Regions from separate parts of the Zea mays genome. Here all the other regions are linked to region 3. A link is a contact called in public Hi-C and HiChIP or PLAC-seq data. All regions are on one chromosome and are shown on one strand. Each heading gives the region's core, a stretch centred on a gene start, on an enhancer-like site or on the middle of the called end of the contact. The rest is flanking DNA. Distances are from core to core; before and after follow the strand shown.

Region 1 (3,935 bases), core at 807-3,306, 170 kb before region 3:
ACCAGACGAGGAACCCGTACACCGGCGCCGCTGCGTCCTGAGCAGACGGCGCAGTCACCGTCACCGCGAAGCTCTGCTTCTTGGCGCCAGGGGAGAAGACGAGCTGCTGCGGCTTCACGGATACGGTCACGCCGCCGCTAGACGCCATCTGCACGCGCGCAGTGTACGTTGCCGAAGCTTGGGCGCCGACGTTGGTGACCGTGCGGGTCACCGTCCTGGACTGGTTGCCGCCGCGGAGCACCACGGAGATGGACGGGTAGTTGAGGTCGGAGCCCGAGGGGCTGCCGCTGGCCTTGGCCCCGCTCGCCGTCGCGGGGCACGCCACGGGCTTGTGCGTGACCACCTCGATCGCGTTCGGCTCGTACCCGATGCTGCACATGAACGCGACGTAGTCGTCCTCCCCGGCGTCGTAGACCAGGCCGGGGTCCAGGGCCTTGCCCAGGGTGATGTGGCCGGCGCCGTAGTCGAACGGCGTCGCGCCGCGCCCGGGCTCTGCCTCGTCGCCCACGGGCCCGCCGCGGTTGTCCGTCACGATGGCCGTAGTCATCAGCGCGGACCGTATCGCCGCCGGCGACCACCCGGGGTGCGCGGACCGGAGCAGCGCGGCGGCGCCGCTGGCGTGCGGGCACGCCATGGACGTCCCGGACAGGATGTTGAACTCCGTGCGGCGGGTATCGCCCTCCAGGCCGGTCGGACCCGTGGCGCCCGTCCACGCGGCGAGGATGTTGACGCCCGGTGCGATGAAGTCCGGCTTGAGAATCTCCGGGACGAGCCCGTTGGGTCCACGCGCCGAGAAGGAGGCCACCACGGGTGCCGGCTTGACGCCGACGACCGTGCCCCCGAAGCTGATTGTCGCCATCGGGCTGGAGGCGTTCGCGGCATACGCTTTGACCGCGTCGCCCTCCTTCTCGCCCACCGCGCAAGCAGGGAGGACGTGGGCGTCTCCAACCAGTCCCTCGCCGTTGGCCTCCCCGTTAGTAAGGACCATCGCCGCGCCACCAGCTTCCTTGACGACCATTCCCTTGGCCACGCGCGGGCTGCTGCCGCGGTCGCAGACGACGATCTTGCCTTTCACCAGTGAAGGGTCGATGGAGTTCTCCATGCACAGCGAAGCGGAGAGCCCGCCAGTCCTCCCGGGGTAGTACAGAGGCAGCGATGAGTTGGTAAGAGGCTTGCCGGAGTACAGCGACACGCCGGACAAGCGTCGGCCGTCGCCCAGCACGATTTCAGCCGGGAAATTACGGTCGATGGTGCCGGCGCCAACGGTGGCAAGCCACGGGGCGAGGTTGGTCACCGACATGGAGGCCGGCCCTTCGTTTCCAGCGGAGGTGGCCACGAACACCCCCCGGGAGACGGCTCCGTACGCGCCGATCGCGATCGGGTCGAGGTAGAACGGAGCCGTGACGCCGCTGCCGCCGCCGATCGAGACGGAGATGACGTCGACGCCGTCAGCGACGGCGCGGTCGAAGCCCGCGAGGATGTCGGAGTCCATGCAGCCGGCGCCCTTCCAGCAGACCTTGTACGCGGCCACCCTGGCCTTGGGCGCGACGCCCTTGGCGACCCCGGGCGCGTAGCCCTCCATGCTGGCGCCGTACGCGACGCTGCCCGCGGCGGTGGTGGCCGTGTGCGTGCCGTGGCCGTCCGCGTCGCGGGGCGACATGAACTCGACGGAGCCGTTGGACGCGGCGGCCGAGGCGCCGAAGCGCGCGGCGTGGCCCTGCGAGAAGAAGCGCGCGCCGACGAGCTTCCTGTTGCAGGACGAGGCCGGGAAGCCGGGGCCGGCGTCGCAGCCGCCGCGCCAGCGCGCGGGGACGGGCGGCAGGTTCCTGTCGGACAGGCTGCGGCGCTCGGGCCAGACGCCGGTGTCGAGCACCCCGACGATGACGTCGGAGCCGTAGTCCGCGAGGGACCAGAGGCCGAGGCGCGCGCGGAGGCCCATGAACTGCGGCGACCGGGTGGTGTGAAGCGGGCGGGCGCGGTCCTCGAACGCGGCGAGCACGGCCGGGTGGCGCCGCAGCTCCTCGGCGCGGGACGCCGGCACGGACGCGGAGAAGCCGTGGAAGACGGTGCCGTAGACGTGGAGCGGCCGCAGCGGGGTTGCCCCCGGTGCCGCCGAGGCGAACGCGGCGGAGGCGTACCAGTGCGCGTGGGTGGGGAACACGGACGGCTTGGCGCTGTGGTCCACGCGGAAGATGTACGTCTTCCGCGCCTCCTCCTCCTCCTCGGCGCCGCCATCTGCTCGCAGTAGCGCCGGCGCCATCAACGCCACCAGCGCGAGGCCGAGGAGGAGGACGGGGAACGGGTAGCGAGGAGGACTCGCCATTGGTGGGTGAGCAAGCGAGCGAGCGAGACAGTGTGTGAGTGAGTGGGAGTGGGAGAGTGATGGCACCGTGTGCCGATGCCGAGGACGAGCGGTGGAGGCGGCAGCAGTGCGCGGGGAGTTATTAATTGCGGGGTAGTGGGGGTGTTGGGGCAGCAGCAGTTTTGGCCTTTTTGCGCCGCGCTGGCCGTTCGACGTGGGCTTGGGTTTTCGTACGTACAACGACAGCGGCGGTAGTAAAGTCTTTCGCCCCGCTGCCAGTACCAACGTCCCCGATAAATGGCCGCCGTGGGTTTTCAGTCAGATGGGCGTCAGGGTGGGGAAAAGGTCTGGGAATGGTCGTGGGGCGCTGGTAGCTGCCGCCGTGTGCTTTCCGTGCGGATCAGCCACGTCTGCGGTTGTGATTGTGAGCAGGGGAGAGTGGGAGCGACGCGACCAGCACCAGCTAGCGAGACCGTGGGTGGGCGTCGCCATCTCTTCAAAAATGAGCGGTGCGACGTGGCAGTACCGCAGGGCGCGGGTTCTCTCTCGTGTTAGCTGTGTTGATCTGATCGTTCTCGAACATCTGGGCCAGTTTCTATATCGGCACAAGAGGATACAGCTGCTAGCTGCATGAATATATGCTGGAGGTCGCGAGGACCTGTCACTTTGCTCGTTTGTGATGATACTGCTGCTAAGCTCCCTCGGGGTCGTATCGTAGCCTCGTAGGGTCCCAGGCGATGGCGATACCCATGTGTGGCTTTGCCTTTGCGACAACACGAGCGGGGACCTCCGGACCTGAACTGAGCTGGCCGCAAACGACGAAGGATAAACGTGGATTAGGCATATGTGCTGCATTAACGTGGGCATCGGTCCTAAACCCGATCAGGGAGCGGAGACGGGAGCGTGCTTTGGCGGTAAAGCGAGCTTTGGGGCTCTAGCCACGCTCATTTTTCCCAGTGGCTATGGCATCTATCGAAAAGGCGTTACTGAATGATGAGGTCCCTGCCCACCGAAGTGGTGACCGCTTCATTGACTCCGTTTCTTTGTTCCCTGCCGGTCACGAGGCGCCCCAATTGTGGCGCAAAATCGGTGACTTTTTGGTTGGAACGGGCAGGGGCCGGCCGACGGGGCCCTCCCTCGATGTCACTTGGTCAGGGTTTACAAAAACTGGTACAAAAACCTAGTTTTCGGTACAGTTTCTCGTTCCCGGTTCGGTTTCCAACCAGTATTTTAAAATTTTCTACAAAATTTAAAAATTTCAAAATATAAACAGAATCAAGGGAAAAATATGATGAAAAAACTCGGAGTAAAGAGTAAGCCTAGTCCAGACGCGCCATTCGGTTCAGTCAGACCAGTTCCGGACGTCTATAAAAACACCCCAGACCTCTAGGAATTAGGGTTTCAGGACGGTTTCTCGTTCCCGGGCTGTGACTGTCCTAGGCGCGAGCGGTGGAGTCAATTGCGATCTCTCGAGGCGCGAGCGGGGGCGTCGACTGCGATCTTCCGAGGCGCGATCGGTGGCGGTGGCGGTGGCGACGACCTTCCGAGGCGCGAGTAGTGATGGCTGTGGTGACCGTCCGTGGTGGCATCTAAAGAGTAAAGACAACAACCTCCTCCGATGCGGCACATCTCG
Region 2 (3,717 bases), core at 1,016-3,515, 250 kb before region 3:
GCATGTGTGAGTGTGCCTTTGAGATTTATAGAAATTATTATTTGGACCAAGCCCAAATTCTTAACACTATTGCTAGAACCTCAAGACAAGAGTTGAAATAATTTAAAATTTAGTGCATAAACTTTAAACTTTCGGTTTAAGGTTGAATCAACTTATTTAAACTCTATAGAAATTGTACAGGCACCGAGCAATAAATTATACGTTTCGTTGTATTGCAGTGACATAGTTTACCAGTGAATTATAAGACTTCACAATATGGTTATTATTTTGTTTGTATATCGATCTAGTCTGTTTGACTACTTGAGATTGAGATTATTTGGTACTTATATATACTATATATATATAAATAATTGGTTCCTGACGAACGACGATGCTAGCTAGCCCAAACGCCGATTCTTTAGACCAAAAAATTGCGGCACTTTGCGATTATGTGTCCAAGTGCTACTGCTACCACCTACATAATTAAATCATTATTGTGTGTTGCGAAACTTGGATAGGAAAAATGGTCACAAGTAGTTGTTTGAAGGAGATTATTGAATCCAAGTACTTGTACTCCACCACCCCCAACATTGCCAAATAGGATATGTACTCAAGGAAATCAATGCTGATTTCATGACGCACATGTAATGCATACATGCGGATTAAATCCAACAAGAATACAATGTTTCAAATATATAATATATATGTAAAGTCACACGCACTTGCATACATTACATCGTATATATGCAGTGATCTTGATACAAGGTAATTCAAAAAACCCATCACCCAATCAAGAAAAAGCAGTACTAGTGGAGTACGGCAGTAGACACTAACGTAAAACCCTAGATATCTACCACACCGACGTCTCGCACAAACTAACCTTAGCTGACATCGTCGTCTTCCTCTCGCTTTTGCACCGCCAGAGGTAGCATCCATCCAACGCCAACATCACAGTCACGCTGCGGACAACTCGACCGACCAGAGCTCAAGCATCACATCTTTTCTTGCAATATTTTTCTACGCATTTAATTTTCCCAACCAAAAAAATAATATTGGCGGGGAAATATTATGGAATACCAAGCACGACAGACTGGCAGATGGGCCTTCTCCCTGCTGTCCTACAGACGGAGGAGGCCGCGGATGCCATCGGCGGTGGCGGCCTCCACGTTGCAGGACGGCGCGGCCGGCATCACCACTCTGGTGTCCTTGGTAGGGGAGGACGCTTTCACGACGAGGGAGAAGCTGGGCAGCGGCAGGCTGCTTGGCGGCGGCGCCAGCACGTGCAGCAGGTCCTGAACGAAGTCCCTGGCCACCTCCTGCTCGAGGTCGTCCAGTGCCTCCGTCACCACTGGCGCGGGCGGCAGAGGCGTCGCGCGCTCCAGCGGCTTCTTCTTCTGCGCTGCGGACCTCTCCATCGTCGGCGGAGGCGGCCTTGCCGGCCTCCTCCTCCTGTCCCTCTGGCGCGGCGGCGCAGGGGCTGCAGGCGGCACTGCTGCCGAAACTGATACTGTGGTGCTTCCCGCTGCTGCCCTGCCGGCGCGTGGCGCCGACGCCGGCGGGGGCGGAGCTGCTGGTAGGGCGGGGAAAGTGGCGTACTTTGCAGCGGTCGGTGGGAGCGGCAGGAGCGGCGGTTGGTGGGACGGCAGGAGAGGAAGAGACGGCGACGAGTATATCACCGGAGGCCTCGCGTATGGAAGCGCGGGAGCGGAGGCCCATGCGCCACCTTTGTGCAGGTGGTTGTGTGATTGCCACGTCGTGAACGAGCTGTACGAGCCGAACGGCGGCACCGCCGTCCTCGCGCCAGCTGGCCCCCGCCGGCCGCGACCAATTAGGGATCGCTTCGGGAACTCAAGGCTTCTAGATGATCGATCCAGGAGAACGTTTTCCATCTTGCTTTTGTCGATCTATAGAACAAAAGCTTCTTGATTAGGTAGTATTTGCGCTGTTTTGCTCAAGAAAGACAGGTTTTCGATATTGATTGCTGAATGGAAAAGGAAGCGCTCCCTAAAAAGAATTCAGGTGGTTAGGAGCTGAGAGAACTCGTATTAGTTTGAGAGGAAATCTGCAACAGGAGAGCTAGCAAAATCCTTGGGGAAGAAAAAACAGCAAGGATACTAGGATGGATCGAAGGCGTGTTTAGATCGAAGAAGAAAGAAAAGAACGAAGAGAACCAAAGAGGAAGAAGCTATATCTATTTTTGAGGAGATGTTATCTTCCTCCTGCTGCTATCTACTCCAGTATAGAGAGCGAGGGAATGGCCTCTGCACAAAGCCCACCCTCCACCTCCGATCCGGGCTACAGCTCTGTGGCATGCCATGCTCCTCTTTATAGCGAGAGGGAACAAGGTCGAGAGAGAGAAAGGTGGATCGTGGGTTAGGTGTCACACCGTCTAACGTTTTGGGGAATTGGGAGGTGATTCAACAATTGACCACAAACTGCTGCGCCCTCGTTTCCTCCTTTGCTACCTAATGGCAGATTTACACGTGTCAACTATATCCTGGGATAAATAAAAAAATACTTTTGGTGATGCCCCTTGAGAGAATGGTATTTTGTTCTTGGCCAGTTGTGAGCATTATTGCTCTCAAGAACACTAGCTACCAGCCTACTACCGGTCAAGGGAAAAGATAATCAAGGATAATAATGTTTCTCTCTCTTTTTCGAGGAAGCAAGTACTCTCAAAATAAAAGCAATTAAGGCTATTCATAATGGAGGTTTCATAGGGTGTTTCATGTATTAATTAGCCTGCCACATCAGCTATTTGGATGACATGTCACATCATTTAAGAAAGAAGAGTTTCATGGGGATGAAATCATGTTAACTCGTTTCCAATGTCTTGGAAACTGTGTGAAACCTCCACTGAGAGTGTTTTGTTTCATCTTCATATAATTGAGTAAATCATATTGGTTATTTATATGCAGCATTTAAGAAGTATGTTGACATATGAAATAGTGAGATGAAACTCTCTATCGAGAGAGGGTATTTCATTCAATTATAGATCTGATGTGGCATTTTTGGAAACAGAGACATGAAATCCTCATTGTGAGTAGCCTAAGTAATGTTTCATGTTGTCTTTAAGCCAACAATTCTAAGTTTTGGTTACACTTTCTTTTTTTGCTTAATTAAGTTCGGATGCTTGAAAAATCATATGAGTATATTGGGCTTCAAATGCATTTTTAGTGGTATAGTTTTTCCCATTTTATTCAAATATTACAAAAAATACTAGTCAAAATAAAATATTTCATGCATAACCTTTACACTCTCCTAATTGCAGGTGCTCGTTTTTTTTTGTTTTTGTTCAGACAACTTGTCGTTGTTTGACTATATAAAAAAGATTAGAACTTGTCTCTTGCGAGTTGTTCCTTTAATTATACTAATTGATTGTTTAATGTAATAGTATGAAAGATCAGACACTTGAAATTTAACCGATGTTTTTTTTTGAAAAATGCATTACTTTTTTGTAAGTTGCTTTAGCTCTAGTAATTGAAACCATTTGATTTGTAAGCAACCATATATCTTAATGATTTGAGCTTTTTTCTGATCGCAAATCAGGTATGTTATAGGAAGCAGAATTGGTGAGATGGTCAATGTGTATGCCCTGAGCCTTATTTTTCTTGCTTACTTCATATATATATATATAAACCCTAAAAGACTACGATTTTAGTATAATAACTTGTCAGAAAAATGTTCAAGTTCAACCAGATTCATAAAAATAAGGTATTGAGGTTTATGATATTAAAT
Region 3 (3,800 bases), core at 571-3,070:
CTGTCAGTGGCGTAGCCGTGCCCGCGATCAGAAGGGAATCGAAGGTATATGGACATGTTTGTTTCGGCTTGAGAATCTAGCTGTTAAAAGAATCTAGCTGTAGAAAGAATCTAAGTACCGTGAGGATTATGTGTGGAGTGAGATGAAGGTGTTTATAGGGTTTATGATTTAGAAAATGACGGATTCCTACTTTTGTAATGACTCGACTGATTTTTTTGTTCATATAATTTTACATGGTTATCACCAAAGTGATTCTTATAAAAACTACCTAAAAACTTGGTATTTTGCGGTCAGCAACAGCCAGAAGCTGCTGAGAAGCTGACAACTCCCGGGAAGAAATGCGCGAGGTTACCATCTAATGGGCTAATGCTAGGTGTGTGGCTGCTACGCGCCATAGTTGACCATGTCCTAACCTAAATTAGGCTCGATACTGCAGCTTAGGTATCTTGTAAGGAAAATGGACCCCGGGCCTTTTGGCTAATTGAGTTTTGGTGTTTGATGAACAACACAATCCGTGAACTAATAAGGCTTCTAGTGTTTGTGTTTGTAGTTCACAGGATGCGAAGAGGATTGGACCAAGGCAATAAGGATGCAACACCTCAAATGAAGACATAAAAAGATGCATAGAAGTCCAAGACTCAAGAACAAAAGAAGCCCATAGAAATCAGCAAAGAAACCTGAGAAGAGGGCTGTCAGCCAGCGCCTGGTGGCGCACCGGACAGTGCACAGTACCTGTCCGGTGTGCACCGGACTGTCCGGTGGGACAACCGGATGGTCTGCGCAGAGAGGCCGCAGGCAGGCGCTCTCGGGCTGTAGCACCGGACTGTCCGGTGTGCACCGGACTGTCCGGTGTGCCAACGGGCAGACGGCAACGGTCGAATCCAACGGTCGAATCCAACGGTCGGATCCAACGGTCGACTGCTACAGACGCCAACGGTCGGCTGACATAGGCGCACCGGACATCTACTGTTCAGTGTCCGGTGGTGCACCGGACTGTCCGGTGCACCCGACGACAGAAAGCTGCTGCTTTCTGTCCAACGGCTAGTTGAGGGTGTGGAGGCTATAAATAACACCCCAACCGGCCATTCTCAAGTGTGAGAGCCCAAGCAACATTCCAATACACATAGTGCATATTTCCAAGTGCTCAAACACCCAAGTGCTTAATAGAATCACTCGGTGATTAGCGTAGGTGCTTTGCGAAGTGCTTAGGTTAGTTAGACCGCTTTAGCGCTTGCTCTAGGTGAATCCTAGTTAGTTGAGTGAGTTTAGATAAACCTCACAACCCCTCGGCTCTTGCGCGAGCCGTTGTAATTGTACCGAGTGGGGCGAGAGTCTTGCGAGACCGTGACAACCGTGTTTGTGTCACGGCCGCCACCGTGTACCGGAGGGAACGAGGCCCGCGGCGTTTCGGCCGGAAGCTCGATAGTGGAGACGGCGGGGAGCGTCCGAGAGGAGCCGGAAGCGGAGCACCACTTGCGCGTGGAGAAGGCCCGCGGCTCTCTACGGAGTTACTCGACCGAGGTGCTTGGCCCTCGCGTGGGCTTCCCTTTGCGTAGGGGCACCAACGAGGATTAGTCGGGACCTTGCGCGGTTCCGGATACCTCGGTAAAAATACCGGCGTCATCCACGAGAGTTTGCTTCTCTACTTAGCTCTTTACATTCCGCATTTATATTAAGCATTTAAGTTTCAATCTTGTTGTCATACTTATTTAGTGTAGATTGAAACTTAGCCTTTGCGGTAGAGATAGCAACACTTAGACAAAACCTAGTTTGCACATTCTAGTTTTGATTCTTGCATAGGTTTTGCTCTAGGGATTTAATTGTGGCCAAGTTTAGTAAAAGTTTTAGAAGTCCTAATTCACCCCCCCCCCCTCTTAGGCGTCACCCGTTTCCTTCATATCTTCAAGTCTTTTTAAAACTAATTTGCTAAACTATTATTTAGATTAATTCAAATAAAAAATGTCGATATCTTTCTACTCTTTGAGTAGCTTTTCTACATCTTCGTTGTTAACATCATTGTCCATCTTTTGCTAGCGAAAAAACCAAAATAGAGTAAGGTTATATTTAGATTTCTAATTAGATAAGTTGATAGAGGATTTTTTTCAACTAAAATCTATGTTTCTAACAATTATAAAGGATATAAGAATCATGTGTTTGCAATTTTCTCTCTATTTTCTGCCCTCCTAAAAGTATACATTGTTCTTTCATTGTATGATTTGGATATTGCGAGAGAAAGATAGTTATGTTGAAGGATGTCATCATGGTATAAGCCTTTTATCAATTTGTAAAATGCTATTATTATATTTATGTAGGTCATATTGCTTTGATGCATGAAAAACTTAGAAAGTTTTGTTTTATTTTCTTTCCAAAATAGTTATTTACATGTGAATAAGTGAACATAATAGTCACTTACGTTCAATTTGCATATGAACATTACCTTATGCCCCGAGAGGCATTATATGTTTTTTACACAACCTATAATTTATAGCTACTCTAAGGGCATGTATAATGAAGATACACTGGAATGGTTTTCCAAGTGTAACAAACAACTAATAGACTCTACCATATAATGAAGTTTCTATAAGTGCAGTCTTAATTGAGTGTGTATCCATATACATGTTGTCTTTCAAAATTATACCACTTACATTAAATATATCATATGATATATCATATTGAAGGTAATTTTTTGACTATATCACAGTTGAGCTTGAAATTGGTGATCCTATCAATAAAATATATGTTCAATTAAATCATACTTAAGCGCGATATGCTTTGAGTTATCCCATATTTTGGTGGTCGAGCTCAACGTTGTAAAGGCAGACCGACGGTCGTTGGTGTTCCCTTCTTCATGGTTGCTGTCGTTTAGTAGAGCCAAAAGGAAGTGAGATTTCAAGGAGCATTTTATGGTGAATAGGAGGGAGGAACACGCACCGATTGATTTCATGCCATGAAGCACACCACCAGACAAGCAATCGACAAGGCGATGTGTGCAATGGGGCAAGCTTTCATTCCAACTAGGGGAATAATCCAAAGACGTCTCTCCAATAGGAGGAGGTGCGATTCAAGCTAGGGGAAGAGGCCAGAGACGTCTCTTCGTGAAGCAGTGGCTGCAAAGTAATTTTCTATTTACTCTCAGTGCTTCCTCTATAGACGTCGTAATGAATGGCGTTGTACAGGCCCTAATCAAATAGCTTTCAGTTTCTCTCATAACTTTAATCTCACAAAAGTCCTTTTAAAAGCTATGACTCAACTAAACATGCTCTTAGAGCATCTCCGGCTGAAAGGGAAGTGTGCCTTTGGGGCATTTCTGAGTTATTTTGGTGATTAACTGCCCAAGACACCACTTTGATCTCACCATCTTGGTATGAGCATGAGCATGAGCACAAGTTATATTAAAGCAAATTGAAGATGCAAAGTCCAAATGAGTGGATTAAAAGACCAAAACGTGCAACTGTGGGCCAAACCACAAAACATGAGGTTTAAGTGTTCAGATAAGTTGCACTTACTTTATGTTATGTTTCTTGCGATGTTATTTGGCTATTAACTTCTTTGTGCAAGTAAAGTGGCATTTGGACTTAGTTTGAGTATATTTATAGGAATCATCACAAAGAGAGCCAAAAAGAAGTAAAGTAGTTTGGATCAAAAGAGCCAAAGTTGGGTCAGACTCGGCATCACCGGACAGTCCGGTGTGCACCGCATATGTTCGGTGCTGGCCTGGTCGGCTGACCCCAACTAGCCGCTCTTGGGTTTTTCTTGGGCGCACTGGATATAATTCACTGGATAGTCTGGTGTGCACCGGA

The links. Hi-C and Micro-C count contacts between places; a contact is called where the count stands out from the background. HiChIP or PLAC-seq counts read pairs in DNA pulled down with a chosen protein or histone mark.
Region 1: an H3K4me3 HiChIP or PLAC-seq map of leaf shows a contact between it and region 3, with 4 times the contacts expected there. The contact joins the promoter of LOC100382040 here to the promoter of LOC100304319 in region 3. A contact is called at or near these places in 2 of 25 Hi-C or Micro-C datasets (ear and leaf) and 1 of 3 datasets of contacts at active chromatin or transcription factors (leaf).
Region 2: a contact with region 3 is called in a Hi-C map of endosperm, with 2.9 times the contacts expected there. The contact joins the promoter of LOC100275469 here to the promoter of LOC100304319 in region 3. A contact is called at or near these places in 7 of 25 Hi-C or Micro-C datasets (bundle sheath, ear, endosperm and 2 more).

The regions. Positions count from the first base shown.
Region 1 is chr1:32,808,199-32,812,133 of Zm-B73-REFERENCE-NAM-5.0, forward strand. LOC100382040 reads right to left here and starts at 2,057. Exons shown (of 1, transcript NM_001174805.2): 1 at 1-2,057. The coding sequence starts at 1,939.
Region 2 is chr1:32,727,248-32,730,964 of Zm-B73-REFERENCE-NAM-5.0, forward strand. It overlaps LOC100275469, which reads right to left and starts at 2,266. Exons shown (of 1, transcript NM_001149534.2): 1 at 664-2,266. The coding sequence starts at 1,868. The coding sequence ends at 1,098.
Region 3 is chr1:32,973,599-32,977,398 of Zm-B73-REFERENCE-NAM-5.0, forward strand. LOC100304319 reads left to right here and starts at 1,821. Exons shown (of 3, transcript XM_035963204.1): 1 at 1,821-3,114.